Regions from separate parts of the Bicyclus anynana genome. Here region 2 is linked to region 1. Evidence: chromatin contacts called from public Hi-C data. All regions are on one chromosome and are shown on one strand. The core of a region is the stretch at or near the end of the contact, and the rest is flanking DNA. Distances in the headings are between cores, read along the strand shown. Region 1 holds the start of LOC112058243 (polycomb group protein Psc). Region 2 holds the start of LOC112058263 (dedicator of cytokinesis protein 9).

Region 1 (6,885 bases), core at 597-3,096:
AGATGCTGCTAAATGGCATGAAATGATGTTACTTCTTGACAAATTTGCTAGTCAAATTTGACTTTATAGTTAGCCATGTTTATCAAACACTTTAAACAAAGCTGCAGACAATTAAATTGTGAAAAACACATTTGATTTGACAAAAAAATTGGTCACACACAGGGTCCCCCTTTCAGACCATGTTAGTTTTAAAACACAACTTTTTACTAGTTAAAAGTAATTTCAACAAGTGACAGCTGCCCGATTAAAATAGTAATAACTATATCCCCAAATTTATTAGGTACCATGATTCTAATCTACAAATAGTAATATGGCAACACGTGGGAATTAAATAATCTCTTTTAATCAATCTATTCTTTAGCTTTGGACAACTGTTGGACAAACTGTTTTCAGTTATGCCTCGATACCTATCACATGGGACTTAGCATAGCGTGGTAGGTAAATATAGGTTATGATTAATTATTTGGTAGTCGAAAAAATATAAAATTTTAAACCCCTATCTATCTATTAAAGACATTTGAGGTTTGTAACAACCGGTTTCCAAAAGAGAGGGTTTAGTTTTTAAACGAGCATAGATTCAGCAAGCATGGCTAATCAAGACGGCAGTAAATAATATGGATTTTTACCTTTTATTTAGACCTCGCACGCATCTTCCTGCGTTTACGCTTTAGCCTTCGCATACGCTTCTTACGCCACTGGAACAAAATATGATTATCTTAAATGCGGCATTTTGATATTATGATAGACAACACAACTTAATGATAATAGCACTAAAATACCTTTGCTCTCATATTTAGAGAATTTAAGCCTTACGGCTTAATATTTGTAGTAAAACGAGACTATAGTGATTAATTAAATATTTTCAGATACGGAATGATGGTTCACTCGTGCGACGTCTACTTTGAAAGAAAGAAAAATAAATGGCGGTCGCTGCCGATGACAGCTCACGGTTAGTGATGTGCGGTCTGCCTGAATGCAATAGTCCAATTCACATCGAGATATTATATTAATAAAATCGATTAGCAATCATAGTCCATTAGGCCTTTGACTGTTTAGACTATGGACCTGTTTTGCACCCAAATTCACCAACAAAAAAGTCTGTCGTTTTTTGAAGGGGACGAGGTAAACTCACACATCAAAAATATTACACAACATTAAATATATACTGTGTCCATACATTACACATAACTATATATTTGACTCGCAATACACACACGCGTAATTTTTACTATCCACAGAATGTAACACATAGAATGTTCGATTACTTGATCGATTTTTTGCTGTTCCGTCAAAAGAATCGATTATTTTAAGAAATTGTTTTTATTACGAATTAGATAAAATTATGGTAGAAAAACTTACAAATGTAACTTCATATTTTACTAAACTACAAGTTTTTGGCCGTTTTTTATGCCATTCAACTACACAAACCGGCATTTTTAAGGAGCTCTTTACACGACGAAAACGATTACAACAATGAAACATCGATTCTATAGCAACAGTTTTTATAAACGGGTTAGATCATTGAATTTTGATCTTTGCCAGAGGGGTAACGGCCAGCGAGGCAGGTCCTGTTATTAATGGTCGAAGATTTTATGCATAGTTCTCTTTGGCTTAAACCATAGAGTACATTGAATAAACAATATTTATTCTTGGCAACATGAAAAACAGCTGTTTTAACTTATATGTTCTGTGACATTGACACTTTGACTAATGCGGGCGTATTCGCGCCAAAATTGTTGTGTTTAATATTAGTTATTTAAAAGTGTGTTCTAATTTAGGTAAGTGACGTGTTTGTATTTTCTTTATATCTTCCACATATTGCAATTTACGATCAAAGTAGTCGAATAGTGAAGTTTATTCAAGTTTATAGGAATACTTTTACTAATGTACACTGCCACAGTCGGTGAGTCGGGCTCGGGCAGGGTTGCCAACATAGCGAATATCCATCATGTCGTCCGACTCCAAATCGCAAGATTTTGTACTTCGCTTAATATCGATGCGCATTTACAAACTGAAATGTTATCAATTTTAATTTAATTTGAAAATGTTTGCGATTCCTTAACTTGATACAACGATATTGTGAAATTATAGTGTTAGTCTGGGAATGTTATTTTATTTCCCCCGTTATTTGATGACGCTGGTAATGCACATTGAAAATGGTTACTTCTAACAAGCAGTCTGATAAAAAAGTCGTAAAAATGACTGAACAGAACGATAGTGCAGTGGTGCCGCAAAGAACATTGTTAGGTGAAGTGAATGAACAAATAACGTGCCCTTTGTGTCGAGGTTACTACATCGATGCCACAACCATCGTTGAGTGTTTACATTCGTTCTGCCGCAGTTGTATTATAAAGCATCTCCAGGTGAAAAGCTACTGCCCCGTTTGTGAAATGATGATCAATTCTGCAAAGCCTAATATCAAACTGGACAAAGCTCTACAAGACATTGTGTACAAACTAGTGCCTGGCCTCTTCCAAAAAGAGATGGAACGTCGTCAACAGTTTTATGCGTCTAGACCCGGCCCAGCAGCTTGTGCAACTCCAGAGCAAAGAGGTGAAGATACAGAAAGAATCATCTTTAGTCCAGAGGATGTAATCTCTTTTTCATTGGAGTTTGTGGATATGACTGATGCCGATAGCATATCCAGTAAATCATCAGACAGCAATGAACCTCCTACAGTTTCACTGACTACTCGAAGATACCTGCAGTGTCCAGCTGTTGTTAATATAAATCACCTTAAAAAGTTTTTAAGTATGAAATTTGATATTGATAGCACTCAGTTTGCTATCGACATATTATACAAAAGGGTCCCATTGCCTGATTACTATACACTTATGGATATTGCTTACATATACAATTGGAAGAGAAATGAACCAATGAGATTTTTTTACCAAATTATTGATTATGTTGCAATCCGAAATAGATTATTTGATATCAACAGAAAAGGAACTCACTTTCCAGATAGAAAATCTAGTCCCACATGCACTGAAGATACTAATGCTAACAGTCCAGCACCAAACATAAATGATCAGACATCTGAAGCCTCTTCTGGCACTGATAGTCCTATGCCTGATGATAACAACACTAAGAAAGTTAGTGACTCAATGAAGAATGACACAGTACAAAAAATGAAGGACACAAATGCTCAAGTCTCAACTGCTACTCACACACCAAGATGTTCTTCACCTCTGAAGAAGAATGATGACGAAGTAGAAAAGTCACAGTTTTTAAACTCATTTGAATTAACAGCTAAAAGTACTTCTACTACCTTGAAGTCACCTGCCAAGCCAAATACAAGTGAAACAAAATCACCAAAAGAAAATACTCTTAAATCTTTAATAAGTGCAACAAAATCTGATGATACTTTAAAAAGAAAAATTGACAGTTCAAAAACTTTACCTGAAATGAAAAAACTTAAAATAGAGATAGAAAAAGCAAAAATACCACTGCCTCAAACAGGGTCAGGAACAATTAAAGTATCTAATTTAAACGAAAACCCCCATAAATTAAAAGGTGATACATCAGACAAAGGTAAAAATATGGATGAAACCTCTAAACCCAATCTTCCCACTCCAAATATTGTTGCTCAGACATCAAGTTCAATAGCTTCTAAAGAAGTTAAGCCCCAACAAATTTCATCTTTAAAACAACAGTTAGATAATTCTGGTCATAAAAGGCCTGTGCCAGTATCTCAGACCATAGCATCACCCAAACGTAAACCATCTGATGTGCCTTCAGCTTCCCAATCCACCCCACTAGTTCAGAAAACTGTGTCTCCACTTAAAATTCAAATACCAAAACCTGACACTTCATCAGCTAATGTTAAGCATGGCGAAATGCCCAAACCTGTTACAAAAAAAATGCCTGATCTTAAACCCAGCGTCCCACTGCCTCCAGCAACACAAAATAAAGGCCCACCAGTTGCAAAATTGAGAATGGATCTTTTATCAAATAATTGTGATCCAACAATTGATAGAAGTAAAATATTGTCACAAGTCAAAACATCCCTTCCCACACCTGGGACACCACCAACATCAGGTGATCCATTAAAGTCATTGTTTGATTCTTGTAAAATCAATATACCTTCTTCACTCTCTATTACTTTGACTGATCAGAAATTAGACCCTCGTAGCCCTTCTGATGTTACCAATTCTGATCCAAAAAAGAATGCAATTAATAAAAGTATAGCAACAGCTTCAAATGCCAGTACTCATAAGGTTCCAAATGCTCCTGTACATAATTATATTGAGATTCTTAAATTGCCTGATACAGATCCTAAAAAAACAAATAAACCAGAGTCTAATGTTGATAAACCAAATATTGTGCCTAATAAATCAGATAATAATCCATCAACGTCTAAACCACTCACAAAATCATCTGAGACATCTGCTAAAGGTCCCGTACCAAACTTGAAGCCTATATCTGACACTAAATTAGGTAAACAGAGTGGTAATTTTGCTTCTCCTATTACATTTCAGCAAACATTTGAGCAACAATTGCAATCACTCACAGAAAAAAAGGCAAAACAGGCTAAACACAAAAGTCAAGTTCCCAAGCTAGTACCAGCTACACCAAAATCTTTAACTGCAGCAAACAAACTAAATACAACACTACCAAAACCAAATCCGCCTACTGTGGGAACTGTGGAAAATAAAACACACGCTCTAGATTTGTCTACTCCACATAACATTCAAAGTCAGCTAGGACCACAGCACACTAAAGCTTTTGAGACAATGCAATCAATAGCTAATTTAGCTAAAAAACAAAACATCCCCCCAAAACCGGTACCATTACCAATGCCTCAAACAAATAGTTTTGCAAATTTTTCAAACAGGAGCCTTCCCACCACTGCTTCACCCCTAAGAGTACCATCTGCAAGTAGTATAAATCAGTTGAAACTTGATAAAATAAATGCTAATGGATCACAAGGTAATACCCCTAGACAAGACCCTAATGCTCAGAATAATCAAATTAAACAGACAAGTAATGCAAGCCCGGCTATTCCATCTCCAAACTATAGTCACAATTCTTCTAGTGCAGCTCAACCATCACCAAGATCACAAACTCGCTCACCAAGCTCATCACCCAAACTAGTCATTGCAGAGGAAAAGCAAGCAAGTAATATATCAGCTGAAATCAATATGAACCAATCCCATCAGATTACAAGCACTCAATTATCAAATACCAGTACATCAAAGGTTGAATCACCAAAAGCTTCTCCAGGTCCATCTAAAACAAACATCAAACCTGTTAAACCACCAATGCCTCCAACCAAAGTGACAGGTATAAGACAACCCATAACACCAACATTGAATACAAATCCGTCTATTAATTCTCCAGCAGATTATCTAGCACAACCACAGCTTATGTCTCATGCTCATCGAGCCATGCTGAGACATCAAATGGAATTGCAAAATGCTTGGCTTCTTAAAGCTCAGAGACACTATGATTTATACAAAATGTCTAATTTGTCTCATCCAGCCCCAAATGATTTTAATAACAAGGATAAGCAATGAGGAGGATTAATTATTGTAGTATCAGGTGTATGTGAGGCTGGTCCAAGTATGCAGAGTGTTATTATCAGTACATATAGTGCATTTGTAATTAGCAACAGTGTGTTTACTGCAAACCAATTCAATTAATTTTTATTGTAAAACGACTTTACAAAACTTGAATACATTGAATGATTGTGTTTATATTTTAGTTATATGTACATATTATAATATTTATAATAGGGATGGTTAACATATTTTTATATTGTGTGACATTGAATGTACACTTGCAGTATGTTTTTTTTATAACTTATTTAATTCCATACATAATAAATGTATTTACATTTTTACATTTTATTGAATTTTAGGTGTATTTTTATTATTAGTGATCACTCAACAATAATTGCATTTTATTAGAATTGCATCAATTTGTTTCAATCAAGCTGGTTTCCATTTTGTTTAAGTTTAATTATTATTATAGGACAAACTGGTATCTTTTAACATGCTGAATTTTATATTTTAAAAATCAAATTAAATTGTATCACTCATATTTTATAAATTAATTTAAAAGAATTGGTTCCCATTTTGTTTTAATTTAATTGTAGGACCAAAACCTTGGGATTTTCTTAATGTGATGAATTTAATAAAACACTTTTATCAATTTTGAGTTTTTATTTAAGTACTTAAATAATAATCAGACTACGAGTATTTGATGTTTGTCAGAAACCTTCAGCCGCCAGCACTACTACACAGCTAGCTACCTTCCTTCTAAGGAGAGGGGAATTTGGTCATAGACACATCTTTCTGCTCCAAAATTGGCGAGCTAAGCTAATGATAGTTTGACACTGTAACAATAGCTAATATAATGACTGGGACTGTTGGTTAACATACTCTATGAAGCATGGGGTATGGACTTGACCTAAGACCTCATGATCCTAACACATGAAGTATTTAGGTAACAATTTAATTACCTTATTGTTATTAAAAGCAAAATACTCCTTTTATCATCATCTCTGCAATACAATGATTTCCTTAATCTTAGTGTATCTTTGTCAAATTGCCAAGATTATAATTTATCAAATTAAAATAACTTAAAGTGAAAGCATTTCGGAAAAAGATGTGTAGGATTTAAAGGGAAGTGGTATAAGTATACATACAGCTGTAATTTAATCTAGTTATTTTTTTTTAAATTTAAATTACAAAGTTATTCTTAATGCTGATAGCACATACAATTTTTAATCATCCATTCCCTGCAGAGCCAGGCTTCCCTATGGGAGAAGCGATATAGAGCTTGGACCCACCACGCTACTCCAATGCGGGTGGCGGGCTTAAAATGATAATGTTTGACTTGTTAACGATCACTAGCAGATGTTAGTAATAATGACCGGGACCG
Region 2 (6,347 bases), core at 3,026-5,525, 210 kb after region 1:
GTAGACATAATACTCAACTACTTAGTGTGATATTTTTGTTGTAACAAGACGTGCATAATATTTATGAGTGTGTAGAGTAGCTAATATTCTTTATGTGTACTGGTTATGACCAATATACCTATTAGATATACATTTAAACAATATTGTGCCATTTATATAAACCAAATATACATGTGATAAATCATAATATAGCTAATATAATGCGTTTGTATATATGATCGGTATAAATAAACAAAAGACTAATTAAATAACTGCCTCCCAAGGTGTACCTAATTATAATATGTTTTTAATATATTTTAATAATAAAACAAACCTACATGTGAATGCAAACGTTTTTAAAATTAATAACGATGTAGAAAAGTCTCGTTAGGATTTGTTTGTATATATCTATATTTAGAATTTTCGTGTAGGTATCTACAATGTAAAGGGTTCCACAGTGGAAGTTCTTACGACATAAAAATTCTAATACATAATTATTATGAAACTTACATATTTTTGTCTAAGAAAATTATCTTCAGTGTTTAAATATAGGTGTTGTATACCTCACTTACGAACTATTTATGTTTTAATTGTATAAAGTACTGTAAAATAAGTATGTAGTGTGAAAGATTTTATATTATAGGAAAATTTATCAAACTTTGGTACCTAGTGTGAACATCGAGTTTTTTACACCTGTCTTTTAATACATTTTTGTAGTACTACCTTGTAAGTCTTACCATGTAACGCTACATTAGGCTGGATGAAATGGTATCGTAGCACGTGACGTATAGATATTCATAGACATATCTTTGATTATATATATGTATATATAATCAAAGGGACATATGCACTAGCGTTCGAATCCGGTCCGGGGCATGCCACCTCCAACTTTTCAGTTGTGTGCATTTTAAGAAATTAAATATGACGTGCGTGCGTGACAGCGTGGTGGACTAAGGCCTCTCATCCTGAGAGGAGAATCTTGCTCAACAGTGAGCCGAATATGGGTTGTTAATGATGATCAGATGTAAATGATAGTGACCACCGACCGTGACCAACGGTTTACCATGCTCTCCGAGGCAGGAGGCGGGTCACACACAACTCCGGGCATACAATTTTTACTGAACAGAAAAGAAAGAAAAACTCAGTATCTCGTGCAATATAGCCATAAGAAATGTTTTTATAATATTCATCAAATCAGTTTTTATTAGTAGGTAGACGCTTTATAGATACATGAGTATAATATATTTTGTCAAACGAATCAATGGCCAAGGCAAAAAACTGCGCACGCCACTGCAAAGATGTATTTTTTTTATTGAGAAAGAATACAATAAGGAACTTTTTAAGCTAACATATCCTAATATCCTCAGAATACAGAAAAACACCAGAAGGGGTGATAGCGCAAAGAAGTGAATCCATTTAAACTACACATTTTACGATTTACTCACTCTGTGTTTGTCGTGTTGATTGACGTGCTATACAGGTGACAAATTTAATTAAATTAAGCCGTCTTGTGCTATTCCTTCGTGTAAAAATGCCGTTGGTAAAAAAAAAGAAACTGGATAGGATCACATTTCACGTGTAAGTAGCACAAATAAATATTCTTATGATATAATAATGAATAATTTAAAATTATTATTGTAAATATGTATTTCTTTAGTTTGTTAGTTGATAAGTTTTATAATAACCGTCATATTATATTTATTATTTATTTATCCTTGTCTTAAATTTTTCAAAGTTCATTTTCTTGCTAACTCTTAGCAATCACTAGAAAACCGGTCCCACTGTTTTTTTTATTTACCATACAAGTTAACATTTAATGTGATGAACTGTACACTTATTGTTTTGATTTTAACATTATAAATTTTTACCACAAAATAGGGAAAAATTTAACAGCCTCATGTACTAGCAACATTACGCGAGTGAGAAGTGCGACGAGTACTGGCTGTTGTGTACAATTTTTGGACACACTGCGCGCTATATAATGACATCTAAACGTGGCTTCTGGTGTTTTTCTGTATTCTGAGCTAATATCTATTTAAATAAAATGTATGAAACTATCAATTAAAATAATAATTATATGAATTGAAAATTATGAAATGTTGATAAGAAATTTTGTGCTTCAAACGAAATGGTAACTACATAATATTTTACTCGTAGCTAATTCAACATAATTATTAATTTTTGATTTATATTGATAGTCACTGATTAGGACAAAGCTTATATATCTACCTACTTAAATAAATGGTAATTTTTTTTATAAAACATTTATAGAATACTTATTATTAAAATCCAACAGACTCCGTTTTTGAAGACAAACAAGATTAAAATGTATTAAATTTGTTATCAAAGTGCATTTTGTTTTATTTACCAGAACACTCAACCAAATTGAATTTACTGCCTAACAGTACCTACAGTCAAACTAGTAGATACACTTAATATTATAAAGAGGATCTTTGAATCCTTTTGAATCTACTGAACCGTGAGTGTATAAGCTATAGAGTCAATGATAATGTTAGTATAAAATATCGTTGTATAGCATTAATCACAAATAACATCGTATTCTCAAGAGAACAGGAACTACGCGAGTGGAACCACAGATCACTATAGACTAGAAAAGTGGAACCGCGTGGCGTCAGCTGGCATATATTATAAGTAGATTTAAGATGGCCGGACACTTAATTTAGAATTATGTAAAAATACGCTATGCTTTTTTAATTACTTAATATTTTATTTCCATTTAATATTTACATAATTCAATTCGTTAATGATTCAAATTTCAAATACAATCATAGAGTAGTATATGAATACAATACAACATCCACAGATTAATAGGACAATATCTTAATAAATAGTGTATTATCTATAACAACCGCAGATAAAAAAAAATACAAAAAATCATCTGTGGTTCCAATTTACCGTAGACAGAGAAAGTAATAGACGTATTGTTAACTTTGCAGAGAAACGAAAAGCGATTCGATATTCGGTGTAGGTGTTCTACCTAAAGCGTGACAGAAATGTATTGCTAAAAAATTATTAGTTTAGTGTAATTAGTTTGCATAGAGTACCAGGGGTGTAGCTACCGCCGTATCAGCCGTATACATTATACGGGGTTCTCGGACTACAGGGGCCCCTTACGCGTGAATGCAAAATTAGTAAAATGTAGGTAAGCCACAATCTCTTTTTTGCCTGGTGAAGTGTGTGCCCAAAAGTTGGAAACATCCCACTTATAGGTGATTCTACGAGAGCTTTCCTTTCTTGTAAACAAAGGGGTCATTTACGACATTTCAGTTTTGGGATCAAAATTTTCACTGTTTTATAAAACAAGTCACTCACATAGACCTTATTTGTTATAGTATACCATTTGAACTTTATAATATACACAATAGTAACTCAATTTAAGCCGTTAAATAATAGTAGAAACAAGATAAGTAGTAGTAGAAACAAGATTGTAAAATAAAAACACAGACAAATAATCAAAGTTCATTAGTGCTTGAACTGAAAAGTGAACCATAGAGTGAACAATATAACCAGTAAAATATAACCAGTAAAATTACCTACTTATGTTAAAAGATTTTTGATTGACTTTATAATTAATCTTATTTATTTACATCTTTGTTTTTTACGTATTTATTAGTTATGGTAGGTATAGTATAGTATAGTTATTATTGATACACCACAAGGATATAAACACTCACAAATAAGGTGGCTATTTATTAAAAAAATATTTTTAAAATTAGTTCAGTAGATCCCAATATTACCCCCTACAACCTCACAAACTTTACCTCTATTTAATATTAACATAGAATTTATTCATTCAATCGTCATTCACAACTGATAGATCAGTGTTTCACATCACTATAGGTACAGTGACAAATATCGAACGCCATTATTGTTATGCACTTTGGAAAGTTCATTTGAAACCGAGTTTACGTACGTAAATACTCATACGTTAAGCCACTGTCATATTTTTTTTGGGCGAGCATTTTCGTTTTTTTAAGCGAAATCTTTACCCTTCCTTTGGGCCCCCCCAACTAATTTTGATACCGGCCCCCTATGGCTTTTGTGTATCTCTGTCTTTTAATTCTTTAGCCGTTTGAGGTCTTGAATATTGAACCAATAATAAACACCGATTAATATAATCGATTATGGTACATCACTAATAATTATTTTAATCTATAATTCTCATATTTATTCTGTTTCAATCTCTTTACTCTATGTTTTTCCAAGTTAGGATTGACAGGTCACACTAGCTGCATTATGTCAAATCTTTCTAGTCTATACCTATAGTGATCTGTGGTCAAATCTGTCAAGTCAAATCGTTATTCGTTTTCGTAGGTTCGGTTTTCGGTGTTTTATGTTTTAGACACATTAAATCTAAATAAAAATATGAAAATAATTTTGCAATATTAGCTACGATTTTTAAAGATATTCATTCACGAAGATGGCGCATTGTGCATAATTCAGAATGCCTCCAGTGATTTCTAGGACTAAGAAGAATGGCGCTGAGTACGAGGTAAATATTTGTGCTAAAAACAGCAAGATTATGGATTTCAAAGCTTTCTATTTACAATGAAAAGTTGCCGTTAAGTACACATTCATTCTTGACCCTTTCGACTGTGAGTGAGTGAGTGACACTCACGATAATATAATATTTACAGAGTGTTAGAGGTTTTGTACTAAACAGTGAAACACATTCTCCATAATGTAAAACTCTTACAGTATTATGTTTGTATTACACGAGAACATTAAAAATTATTTGATATAAGTAAATATTTAAAATGTACTTATTTATCATGAACTTTTATTTAGTAGCCAAACAAGAATAATAAATTATTACCATCACAAACCACATCACACGAAAATATGCTATTGAATAATAAAGTGCACCATTTAGTATTTACTCTTAAATATTCCTCTCTATATTTGCTAGCTAGCGGATTAGCGGACGCTCGCGACTTTGTCCTCCCTCAGACCTCAATAAGCTAACTCTCTTACCAAATCTGTTCTTAGCGGACATTTACTCCCTATAATCTACCTCCCTGCCAAATTTCTTGATGATAAAACCTTTTATTTTTATATATTTACCAACTTTGGTTAATTTTGTTCATCCTATGGGACTGTAAATTTAGTAGGGAATATCTAAAACCCAATTAATTACATGCAAAAAAGTACACCTCTTGAAATATCTGATTAGAAATATATTGGTGAAATCCTTATCTGTATTGTTTGAAGTCAGTAGCTTGCCCCTCATTCATGCAAAATGCACTGCCTACCCTGGCAATTCAATAAGAACATTGTATTTAATAAAGAATTTTCTATTTTGTACCATTGGTATTTTGGTTAAAAACCTTGTGCATAATACTGGATCAAATTAATCTTACTGTAGCATTACTTTCATTAGACATATAAAAGTATTTTGTAAATTGTACAATGTACATAGGTATCATATTATATCTGTGGCTAACCAGTCATGAAATTAACTAAACACTAATACCTATAATACTGTTTACATAACATATCCATTGTGTGCTCTTTCAAAAACAAAGTAAGACACAATATTATTCTACTGAAACCCTGTTTATACTTGATGCCTTAAATAAAATAGTAATTTAATTTAGTATGGACTATCAGATGTACAAAATTCATTTTCTGTATGTCTGTATTTGCAATACTTTAAAAGAAAAACTTTGTCCTCAGTGTTGCACATGTATCTTAATATATGAATTTGTAAGGTTCGTTCATCACAAAACCTCGAAAACCGCTTGATACAAAGATGAAATTTGGCAGAGAGGTAGATACTAACTATAGAGTTAGTAGGTATCAGCTAAGAACAGATTTTGCAATAGGGCCGGATTAAAAAGGTTAAGGGGAAAACAGAAAAAATGTTATCAAATATTGAATGACAATCTTGTCAGATATTTAATGACTGAACTATAAAGAAAATGTGCTGTGTGTGTGGCTATTTTCCTTACAACCCTGCTGTTTCTATTTATAATGAAAAAAAAAACTGGCATTTATGCTGTGTCTATGGAAATATTGGGGAAAATGTAGCCTATTTGTGCCTTAATTCATCAAAATCTTTTCAGCGGATCTGGAATAACCTAACCAGAATTTGTTTTATTTAAAAAATTAAAGTTACAATTAGAAAAAGTTTTTAAATTACTAAGATTAATATTTTATTTCAGAATGTACTCAGCAACAAAAGCAATGTGCTTGATTTTGAAAAATATATTCAAGAGAACAAAACATTGCTACTTAATGATCCACTAAGAGATATTTTATTGTATCCTTCTGATGATGTGTCGGTAAGTAGTCAGTTTATATCTGAGAAATTAGGTCAAAAAATCATCTATATAAACATGACCAGC

What was found. Hi-C and Micro-C count contacts between places; a contact is called where the count stands out from the background.
Region 2: a Hi-C map of whole body shows a contact between it and region 1, with 5 times the contacts expected there. The contact joins the promoter of LOC112058263 here to the promoter of LOC112058243 in region 1. A contact is called at or near these places in 2 of 2 Hi-C or Micro-C datasets (whole body and whole larva).

The regions. Positions count from the first base shown.
Region 1 is chr3:12,970,353-12,977,237 of ilBicAnyn1.1, forward strand. It overlaps LOC112058243 (polycomb group protein Psc), which reads left to right and starts at 1,847. Exons shown (of 8, transcript XM_052891321.1): 1 at 1,847-5,389. The coding sequence starts at 2,157. LOC112058244 (a long non-coding RNA gene) reads right to left here and starts at 1,266. Exons shown (of 3, transcript XR_002887763.2): 1 at 780-1,266; 2 at 627-695.
Region 2 is chr3:13,179,532-13,185,878 of ilBicAnyn1.1, forward strand. It overlaps LOC112058263 (dedicator of cytokinesis protein 9), which reads left to right and starts at 4,276. Exons shown (of 34, transcript XM_024098973.2): 1 at 4,276-4,492; 2 at 6,165-6,284. The coding sequence starts at 4,445. LOC112058262 (muscle, skeletal receptor tyrosine protein kinase) reads left to right here. Exons shown (of 9, transcript XM_052891078.1): 9 at 1-2,330.